Linked DNA regions of Rattus norvegicus: region 2 is linked to region 1. Evidence: chromatin contacts called from public Hi-C data. All regions are on one chromosome and are shown on one strand. The core of a region is the stretch at or near the end of the contact, and the rest is flanking DNA. Distances in the headings are between cores, read along the strand shown. Region 1 has its middle 40 kb from the start of Ppp1cb. Region 2 overlaps Plb1 (phospholipase B1).

Region 1 (5,156 bases), core at 601-3,100:
TGGTTGACACAGAGATGCTAAGAATCCACTGTTGTTAAGGTTTCCTCTAGGCTGTACAAAAGGCAAAAAAGACAGAATCTGTGCTTTCAGGGAATTTACACGTTAGTTTGGAGAACCATGTATCCTACACATTAAAACATGGGGCTCAGGGGCTGGGGATTTAGCTCAGTGGTAGAGCGCTTACCTAGGAAGCGCAAGGCCCTGGGTTCGGTCCCCGGCTCCCAAAAAAAAGAACCAAAAAAAAAAAAAAAAAAAAAAAAACACATGGGGCTCGCCGGGCAGTGGTGGTGCACGCCTTTAATCCCAGTGCTAGGGAGGCAAGAGGATCTCTGAGTTCAAGGCCAGTCTGGTCTACAGAGCGAGTTCTAGGGTTATACAGAAAAACCCTGTCTATAGACAGATAGACAAACAGACGGATAGATGCAAGTCAGCCAGACATGATTTAAATCTGCCATCTCTTAGCTCAATATTTTGAAGGTTTTGTTTGTTTGTTTGTTGTTATTTTGTTTTAATCTACAAAATGGGAATGAGGCCTCTGTTTAGAGTTGTCCTGGATATTATATCACATGATAAAGTACTTAGTACTCACATACAATAAGTGTCCAATAAATGTCAGCTCTTGCTATCACACTCAGGAAATCCAAAATGGGATCACGGACAGTCTGGGCTGTGAAGGAACTTGATACCACTCTGCTTCATTGTGTTCTTGTTGTGTTTGCTTGCTTGTTTGTGGGCAAGGAGGGGCAGTCAGGGGAGGTATTTTGAGATGGAATCTCATTGTATTGCCTAGGGTGTCCTCAAACCAAACCCAAGATTTTCCTGCCTGCTCTCAGCCTTCCAAGTGCTAGGACCAGAGGCCACCATGCCCAGCCCTACTCAAACCTGGAGGAGGAAACACTGCTCTCTGGGCCACAGAAAAAGCTGAGAACCGCTTAGAGGGGCTTTGGGGGCACATTAAGCATGCTAAAGGCATACTACTCTGCCTGTCTTGGCTCAGTTATGTACAGAACTCCTAGTTAGGTTTGGAAACCGAACAGCTGGGGCTTCCGCTTTAAAAGAACTCTCTAGAAAGACGATTCAGGACAAATGCAAGTTCTTAACTGTGAAGCTTCATGCGGGTTTGCAAGATCAAAATGATGCTTGTGTGAGAGACATTAAAAGCTAGACATGCATATTGACAAATCTGAATTATGGACTTTTTTTTTCTTGTGATAGGATCTCACATAGCCCAGGTTGGCCTCTCTCATGTAGCCCAGGTTGGCCTCAAACTGAATCACCAAGGATGACTTTACTGATTCTCCTGCCTCCACTTCCCAGGCATGAGCTAACACAGCCAATGTATGAAGTGCTGGGGGCTGAACTCGGGACCTCATGTGTTCTGTCCAATGGAACTACCCTCTGGGCCTCTGAATTTAGTGAGATTTCCTGAATATGTAAATTCTGCCTACAGCTCCAGGGGGGTTCTTCTTGGTGGTTGGCTAACAGATCCCTTGGTTCTTTGCGTCTGTCTCTTTCCCGGAGAAACCTAAACGAGCCAGTGAAATGTACTTCTGAATGCTGCCAAGAGCCCCAGGAGTCTGGGCAGAGCCTTGAGGGTCCCAAGGCTGGCCCATTTGAATGCAGGCACTGGTGAACTTGTACAGCCCCAGAGCCTTCCCTTTACGGCAGGGACGACCGCGGATGACTCCTAGCTGGGCTTCCGCTTAGGGTGGGGTTTACTTTGCAGACTTAATGACAGGGCAGCTTTCTGGACTTGTCCTAGTGAAAGATTCAGACAGAGGTCACTGTCAACCTCTTCTCTGGCAGGGCTGTTCCAGCTGGCATCTTGAGAACGGTGTCACTGAAGTTGAGATTTGTGTGTGAGACTCGGCGCTTCTCAGAAGACCAGGTTATATATAGTATAGTCAGCCCTCCGGACTCAGGTCTTTGGGACAACAAGTCGATCTCCTTGCCGCGTCTCTTAGTGGGTTACATAACTGTGGGGAAAAGACATAGAAGATGGAAATCGTGGCCGAGGGCCAGCGAGATGGCTCGGCTGGCAAAAGCGCTTGTGGCACAGGCTTGACTGACAACCTGGGCTTGAGCTCTGCAACCCTCAGCGCACAGAGAACCAACTCTACAAAGTTATCCCCTGACTTGGCATGGCACATGCGTAGGCTGTAATACACGGGCACCCTCCTGCCCCCCATATTACACAAACACTAAGTTTTTATGAAATTCAAAAAAGACTGGGATTCGTTTTCTCAAAAATGTTTAAGTTTCTGGGTTTGTTTATTATGTTTGTGGTGTGTGTGTGTGTGTGTGTGTGTGTGTGTGTGTGTGTGTGTGTGTGTGTGTATACCATGACATTCAAGTGGATATCAGAGGGCTATTTTTTAGAGTCAGGTCTCTCCTTCTACTCCATGGGCCCTGGTAACTAAACTCCGGGTCATCAGGATTGGCAGGAAATGCGTTTGCCTGCTGATCCCTACTACCAGCCCATTATTCTCATTTTAAAATGTCCTCGTGGAATGTGTAGGCACCTCGGAAATTACCTGTAGGTGGGAGAAACTGATACCCAGGGAAGATAAACATCTAGTCAGCACCACCCAGCAAGTGTGTATTTGGGCTGGGACTGGAATCCGGAATCCTGGGGTCCTGCTGGAAAGCTTTCACTGCTATTAACCTGTCTTCCCACAGTTGTGAAGAAGTCTTTTTCTCTTTCGTTGAGTCTTGCTTCTTTGCAAAACCAGGATGATCCAGGAACCTTTGGGAGTCTTGATTCACTTCCAAAGGCAGTTTGTCTTCTGCTGGCCGCTACATCAACTGCTTCTTCAATTAAGGTTTTCCACATTTCAAGTAAAAATATGCAAATTACCACCGACACTAAATTAATCAGTTTCAGTATCCAGGGTTTGTACATGCAGAGCACTGCCCCTACCCCTTCCCCTAACTCCCCCCACCCCCAATCCCAATTGCATTAACACGCATTCTAAAGTAAAAGATTTAGATGTGTGTTTTGGTGAAATCTTTTTTTTTTTTTTTTGGTGAAATCTTTAACATTTCCCTTTGCCTACATTTTAGATGGTGATCCTCACTGTGATGTTCTGTGATTATAAATCCTTTGCAAACTCCACACTATATTGATCTTGTAGAGAACCAGTCACAACGTTTCTAATGAGGAGGGGAAGGAGGGAGCCTGTTGGACGAGGCAAAGGAGGCTTTGGAAAACATGGCCCGGGCATGAGCGAGTGTACAAGCAGTGGGATATTTATGTGGCGCTGTGGGTGTTTTGAACTTTCTGGAAGCTGACAAGCTCCACACATGGACTTGATGGAAGTCCTCCAAACTTTGGACAACACAGAGGCCTTTCAGAAGTCTGAACACAGTCCAAGGCAAATTATAGCCCAGTGCAATGGTGTGAACGAGAAGCTGGGGAGATCAGAGGAAATAACACTGGTCCTGAACCCCAGGAGGCCAGGGCCAAGGGTTGCTTCTTCCAGGAGAGGTTGTTCCCTTGTCTACAAATAGCTTCTACCTCATGGGGTTGCTTTGATGATAAACATAAAACGTTATACCCAATGTCTTAAGCACAGGGCTTAGCATATGTAAGTGTGTGAGCACACACACACACACACACACACACACACACACACACACACACTGCTACACACACACACACACACACACACATTTACACACACCATTTATTGTATGAGATGCCAATGGCCTTCTGGAAAAAGACACGCAGGAACTAATGTCCCAGTACCTAGAAAAGGCCCCTCCTTGGGCAGTGAGACAGCAGGGTTGCAGCCACAGGCTTTGAAGTTAGCAGGAGCCGTGTTTAGACTTCAGCTTTAATAGTTTCTAGCTGTGTGATTGTGGGCTAATGTGACACAGCCCAGGTGGAGCCCCTGGCTCAGTGCGGGGCACGGAGGGGGTGCTGGGTAAATGCAGGCTGTTGGTTCCAGCTCTCAGGGAAAGGGGCTGTGAAACCAGAGGACGGAGGAAGATAGAACAGTAATTCGAGTAAGGCAGATAGAAAGCGAGTTGAGCCCTATGGGGCCTGTACGGGTTTCCTCTGGCTACTGCAGCAAATTGCCAGGGACTTGATGGCTTAAAACAAGATTTTATTCCCTCATGGTTATGGAGGCCAAATGTCTAAAAAACCAGTATCATCACATCAAAAGCAAGGTGTCCCCAGGGCCATGTTCCATCCGAGGCTGGAGGAAGGGAGCTGCTTTGTGTCTTTCTAGTTTATGTCGGCTGTGGGCATTCCTTGGCTTATGGTTACCACACTCCCTTGCCTTAGGTTATACAAGGCCCTCTCTGTGTGTACTCATCTGTGCTTGTGAGTGTGTGTGTGTGTGTGTGTGTGTGTGTGTGTGTGTGTGGTGTTTGTGAAAAATCTCCCTAATTTTTTAACTGATAGAGTCAGGATTATACTTATGTTTTATCTAAGACAATCTTGCCATTACTCTCTCTAATTAAAAGGATCTTAATTTTTCTCTCTTCTTCTTCCCCCTCCCCTGTCCTCCTTCCCCTCCTTTCCTTCCCTATTCCCTTCTCCCTACTCCTCCTCCTCTTCCTTCAAGGCAGGGTCTCATGGTGCAGCCCAGGCTAGCCTTGAACTCACTGAGATCTGCCTGCCTCTTTCTCCTGTGCACATTATGTGTCCAAAGCCTAATACTGGGGCAACCATTATCCTGGGAGAGAATTCTAGTTGTTTGGTTTTTTTGTTTGTTTTGTTGTTGTTGTTGTTTTTGCCTGAGTGATGGGACAGGACAGGACAGAAGAGTGATGAGGAGGAGAGAATAGGTGTCACCAGGGCAATGTCAAATCCAAGCCACGGCCAGCCTGTATTGTCAGAAACAAAGCAGGAAAGACCAGGGAGATATACATGAGGCCGGTGGCACTCTCACAGGCAATGTCTAGGGTGACATCAGAGGAGCTGTGACACAATGGAGCCCAGCAACAGTCTCTGGTCGGGGCATGAGGCTAGCCTGAGTACACGGGAAGGGCTCAGGGGAAAGGTGGGGTGTGTGAGAGGCCCAGATCCCCAAGACCTTGCCTAACCTTCCTCCCCTGGGCTAGGTTGCCCCACCTTGTAATAAGACGCTGTCCCTCCGCTGCCATCCACTAGTTGAAAGGCATTGGCTAAACCACTTCAGCCCCCT
Region 2 (5,487 bases), core at 2,341-4,840, 71 kb after region 1:
TCATCCTGCTTGTAATGAACCACTGTATCTTACTGCCCTGTGCTGACAATGGGATCAGAGTCAGGGGGTCTCTGGCTGGAGAAGTTCTCCATCCCCGGGTTTCATTAGTTTTATCCTAAGAGGCTAAGTCTAAGCCACTGATGTTGAATTGGCCACGGGCCTGGCTGCCCTCACTGCATGGTATAGTCAGTGAGGCCTAGCTCACACGAGGAGGATCTCATCAGTTATTCAAAAATGCCCAAGAGTTTAGGATGACAGGGATAGAGCGCCCATGGGTTTTGGACTTAAGTACTAAAACATGGAATATTAAAGGATTAAACTCAATATACTCATAGTAAGGACCTCACGATTCACCTGAGAAACCTAGATAACTTGTCAGGTTCAGACCTCACTTGCTCTGGGAAGGTTGTTGAGGTGAAGAGGGCATGGGGGCAGGGGGAGCTTCTAAGAGGAAGATCACTTGCCCCATTAAAAGGAATTAGCTTGCAACTAGGCTCTGGGTGGGCTTGTCCCAAAGCAAACATTGGTAGCACTGAGATGCCGGAGTGTTAGGGGAGTAGACAGAGGCGGAGGAAGTAAATGTCAGTAGAACTAATTAGTAGGACTTCCTCTTTCTGAGGGGAAGGCAGCGGAAGCCAGGTACAGTGACCCTTCCTCTCAGGAAGGTTAGAGGTTAGCAGTGCCCTGCTGTGTGGCATCTACTCTGAAGGCTGGGTTTCTCCCAACTGCCCTCTTGGGATCTGCATACCATCTTACCCCAGGTAAATACTCTGAGGGATAGGATCTCCTTTTAGGGAGCCACTTGCTCTTAGCCAAGCCCGATGGAGCACACAAGTTCTGAGTCCTCACTTTGGGAGCCCAACATGGACTCCCATTAGGAGCACCCGGGAGGAAGAGAGGTCAAGACTCACCTGGAGGTTCCCGTTGACTTTCTTCAGCTCCTGCATTGCCATGAGGTTTTGAGAGCGTTTAAGGCAACTGCAGTTTTTCCTATAAGACAAGAAATCTTGTCTGGAAGGTACCTTGGCCCTGTCACACTTTCCTGTGTTTCTGTTCACACAGCGCAGTCTGTGCTGCTAAATGGAGGTGGGCGGGGCTTGACACACAAGTACGCCTGCGACACTTGGGTCCAAGTCACAAAGCCCTAACTCAGGAATGTGGTTGAAAAGGTGTGCCACGGTTGGGACGGTAAATGTTCCCTAAAATCTCAAGTGTAGACTGAAGGCTTGGTCCCGAGCTTTGGCACCGTTAGTGGGTGGAGCCTAATTGAAGGAAGTAGTCACGGGAGTCACACTTGCTCTCCCACCGGCTTTGCTTTCTAGCCTCTGTGAAGTGACTGGCTGCGTCCCCCCACATTTTCCCACCCAGAACAGTCTTGTCAAAGAGCCAAGAGACCACGGACTGAAAAGGGAAGCCCACAACCAAAATTCCCCTATTTCCATAGACCGACACAAGATAAATCGTTTCCAGTTGGAAGGGTTAGAGCCTGAAGCAAGGTCTCTTTCCTCATGTGTAGACCCTCCTCTGTGATGACTGTGTCCCAACTCTGAGGGAAGGCCCGGGTGGAGTTCTGGCAGGACTCTGCCTCTGGACTCCTCCCCACAGTCCTGAAGCTTCTCACCACTGAGCACTGGGGAGTTTCCTTGGGGTCCACAGAGTGAAGACAATTGGACGGCCCGAGATGCCCTTGACAAGGTGAAATGTGATACCAACATCTATGGAATCGGAGGGGCTTTCCTTGCTAACCATGGCCATTCCACCTGGGGACCTGATTCCTTAGCCACCTTTAACGGGACATTTGTCATCAGATAGGACTTCTCAGTCACAGCTGTAGAAACAGAGTCCCTGAGGCCCCCAGAGGTAGCAAACGTCTGTCCTTCCCACAGTAATTCCTTCCCATTAGAACCTCCGACCCCTGTTTTTGAGGATGGGATAAAAGCTACGTAGCCTGATCTAGCCCCATACATAACCTTCCTGGTGATGTTGCTCTTAGGGAGGGTTTATTCCTATTTTTATAGGCAAGTACCCAGAGGTGCAGAGACACTGTAGGTTCAGGTCCAATTGTCCCTCAATAGCAGAGCCAGGATTTTAGGGAAACCCAAGGTGTCCTTGGAGCTCATTGTCCTCTGCAGAGAGTAGACTTGCCAGAGTGGACTTTAGAGTCAGAAGTGCTGGGGAGTCTTCTAGGTCATTTGGTGCGCCTCGTTTTATAGAAAAGGAAGCTACCATCCAGGGAAGGGAGTAGGTAGGCATGTGGTTCTCCAGGCATATCCAAGTGTGTTCTAAGTCCCTGGCTTCTAGCCCTGCCCACACTTTTCCTCCTAGTGTGCCTATGAAACCCTGCCTACCCCGGCAGCCTTGCCCTGCACACTTACTGGACAGCCAACGGCATGGCACATTTCCCGCCCTGGTCGTGGAGCAGACCGGACAGCTCCATGACTTCCACCACGTTGATGAAAACCCTGGGAAGCTGCAGGAGGCAGAGGGGTGGGGTTCATGAGTTTGAGGACAGTCTTCAATGTGACCTCACCCTCCCCGTCACTACCACAGAAGAAATGGATACCCTGGGAGGGGCCTGCGTGATTGCATGGACTCTTCCTAGCGTTTCTCTTTGTTAGGAGGAAGAGCTGAGACCCAAAGAAGTCCCAGAGCTAATAAAAACCACAGTGTTGCCTTCAAACCCAGGCTAGGTGGCTCCAGCAGGAGTTCTCTGCCGTGCCACTGTCCAGCTTCAGAGCCGGTCAAAAGCTGTTTTGCCGAGAATCGAATGCAACTTGCCTAGAAGCACCCAAGGTGGTGCTCCACACACGTCAGTAGTGCGAGAGCAGGGGCCAGGGAGCAGACTGATCACTACCCATTCCTACCTCCTCATAGAAGATGTCCAAGGCATGCTGGATGTACTTGACATACTCCCTGGTTGAGTAGTTCTCCTGTATAGGGAGAAGGAGAGAGACTCTCTTTGGCTTTTTACACTGGAAGGAAGAATTAGGGGATGAATTGGGTGACTGCTGTCCCTAAGAGCCTGCCTTCTTGCATTCCTCAGACTTGGCCTGAGGGACCTGGCGGTGTCCTTTTTCAAAGATATACACCCTCAGGAAGAGAGATAAAACTGTACATGAGGGGCAGGTGAGCTGGAACTCAGAGAGGCGTTTCCCCACACCGTGTATCCCCAGGGAGCTCTGGGTATCTTCTGGTTTCCAATGATCCTACAATGCAAGACCCAGCACGATTGAAAGCTCCAGGGGCGAGGTCCTATGGGCACCCCTGAACCCCAGTTCTTAACGGTAAGGGAAAGGACTGAGGGAAGGTTCTAGAACAGCTGAGCTTGCATGGGGGAAGATAGTGACGCCGGGCTCTTGATGGTTATTCTCTGAGAGCCACAAGGAGCTACGAGCTGCCTGCCACCCCAATGTGTCAAACATTCTACCACCTCTTCAGAGTCCTGGCAGCTGCCTCTTCCTGGCAAAATAAAATACAGGATGTCCCCAGCTTAGAACAAGATGTATTCTGAAAGGCACAGGTTCCAAACGCTTGTGAGTCTGGACATGTTTCCCCACAGAGACACATCAGGAATGGGGTCAGCTCCCAGGCCAGCTGGCTGTGGTTGGTTGCTTAGATTATCATGGCCCTGAAGGGCAACAAGGACACTCTGTGTGGTTCTCTTTTCTCCAACTCCATTTCGAAGATAGGATTGCCTCCCCCTCCAAGAGAGGGCAGACTCCAAGCAGGCACAAGACACAAAACCACTAGCCATCTACCCACCAGAAAGCTCCATCTGTATGTCCCAAAGAGGCCACCACCTCAGTGTCTGAAGACTGGATCCTTCTAGACCTGTCTTCTGAGTTGGGAAACCACTTAGGAAAGCTAAACCAGAGGCTGCCTGGGTAGAATCAAGCGCCTGGAGCCCAGGCTAGTCTGGCATTCAGACATGAAGGACATGAGTCAGAGCCCAGGATGAGGAGGATGGGGCCAACAACTTCATTCTCAGGTCCTCAGTGAGGCTTGTCAGGGGCTTACCGGATCCTCACAGTAAAGACACAGGTCGTTGTTCCCGATGAGGAGTGTAATCAGCTTCCAGTCTTCCTGTATGTTGATTGTCTGAGGGGACAGGTCCTGGGTTTAAGATCTGGGAACAGTTGCTGGTGACCCTAGTCATGCTACCTAGTCAGTCAGCTTCTCAGATATTGTCATGTTTTCTGTGTCACACAAACTATGAGGTCTGGCCTACTCCACGATCCCCTGAAATGATGGGCATGCCCCTGTAAGAAGCGCGCGTGCGTGTGTGTGTGTGTGTGTGTGTGTGTGTGTGTGTGTGTGTGTGTGTGTGTTCTGCTCACACATAGAAGACAGGCTACTTTCTGCCCCCCTCACTCCCCTGAAATCCTCTTAAGGAGCTAGAGTGGGTACGTTCCACATTTCCCCAAGGTCATGAAAGGCCTCGTGGATTATCGTGCTCCTCCAATGTGCTCTGAGGTGTTCAAAGGGGTCTGTGTCAAAAGATAGAACTTAAAGACAAGGTCAGGGCTTTTAGGACCTGGATTCATAGAGGGAGAACCCAGTGGGTTCAGCATAGTAGGGTAGGTCCAGGACGGCCCTGGAGCTGTGGTTCCCTGCTCCTTGTCTGCCATAAATGGAGTCCCTCCAGTAGCTGGAGTCCACAGCACAAGAACACAGCGTTAGAAAAAAGTACAAGTGAGAGTCTGAGGGCTTGGGGAGAGAGAAGAGGGGAGGCCTGGAATGGGAGGCCTATTTTTAGAACCTGCTATTTATGGAAGGCGGCTCTGGGAGGCCAGCTCTGGGATGAAGGCCCCAGGCCTATGATCTTGGCCAACTCCCCATTCTACCTTGCTCTCCTGCAGCCCGCCCCAGGGCAGGGTGCTTGCAGGCAGTGTTCCGTGAACTCCCTTGAAGACCAACTGAAGGCAAGCTGTGGGGGCCCTGGAGGGGTTCATCAGGGCCTGTGACTCCCCAGTTAAGGGAGGAACGCCTTTAGGGGGTCTGTACTCACAGGGGTGCTTTTCATCTTCTTCACCAGGGCCTGAGCCTGGGCCGGCATGTCCCTAGGGAGAAGGGAGAAAAAGATTTCAGACTCGCTCAGGGTGGAGAGAGACCCTAAGCTGGACTCCAGAAATGCTAACTCCGTGAAAGTCATTCTGCGTCAGTCTTTGGGAAGCTGCTCGGGCCTTTTCTCATCAGGGAGCTGCTGGGGTTACACTGATCCAGACCCTGATGCCCACAGGGCAGAATGGGGGACTTTGACACTATTGTTTTCCCCCTCTGTCCCAACAAGACTGGAGAGACAGTATGGGCAGGACTGGGTCTTCCTTCTCCCCGTAGTTTGTTGTAAATTAAAGGTATGCTATTAGGTTCCAGAGACTCAATTATGAATGGAGTAGTATACAGCAATGAAAAGGAATAAAGCATTGTTATTCTCAGTAGGGATGGACCTGAGAGAGCTCTGTTGTGAGTGACAGGCCTGTTCACTGC

Evidence for each region. Hi-C and Micro-C count contacts between places; a contact is called where the count stands out from the background.
Region 2: a contact with region 1 is called in a Hi-C map of psoas muscle, with 4 times the contacts expected there. The contact joins two enhancer-like sites. A contact is called at or near these places in 2 of 12 Hi-C or Micro-C datasets (mammary epithelial cells and psoas muscle).

What each region holds. Positions count from the first base shown.
Region 1 is chr6:29,749,776-29,754,931 of GRCr8, forward strand. No RefSeq gene overlaps it. Among named protein-coding and RNA genes, the nearest start is that of Ppp1cb, 40 kb to the left of the region's middle. Within about 2 kb of position 1,851, at least 3 of the 93 cell types and tissues checked have an H3K27ac peak or open chromatin away from gene starts, as enhancers often do.
Region 2 is chr6:29,818,666-29,824,152 of GRCr8, forward strand. Plb1 (phospholipase B1) reads right to left here. Exons shown (of 58, transcript NM_138898.2): 50 at 5,009-5,060; 51 at 4,018-4,098; 52 at 2,865-2,930; 53 at 2,376-2,470; 54 at 912-990. Among named protein-coding and RNA genes, the nearest start is that of Ppp1cb, 110 kb to the left of the region's middle. Within about 2 kb of position 3,591, at least 12 of the 93 cell types and tissues checked have an H3K27ac peak or open chromatin away from gene starts, as enhancers often do.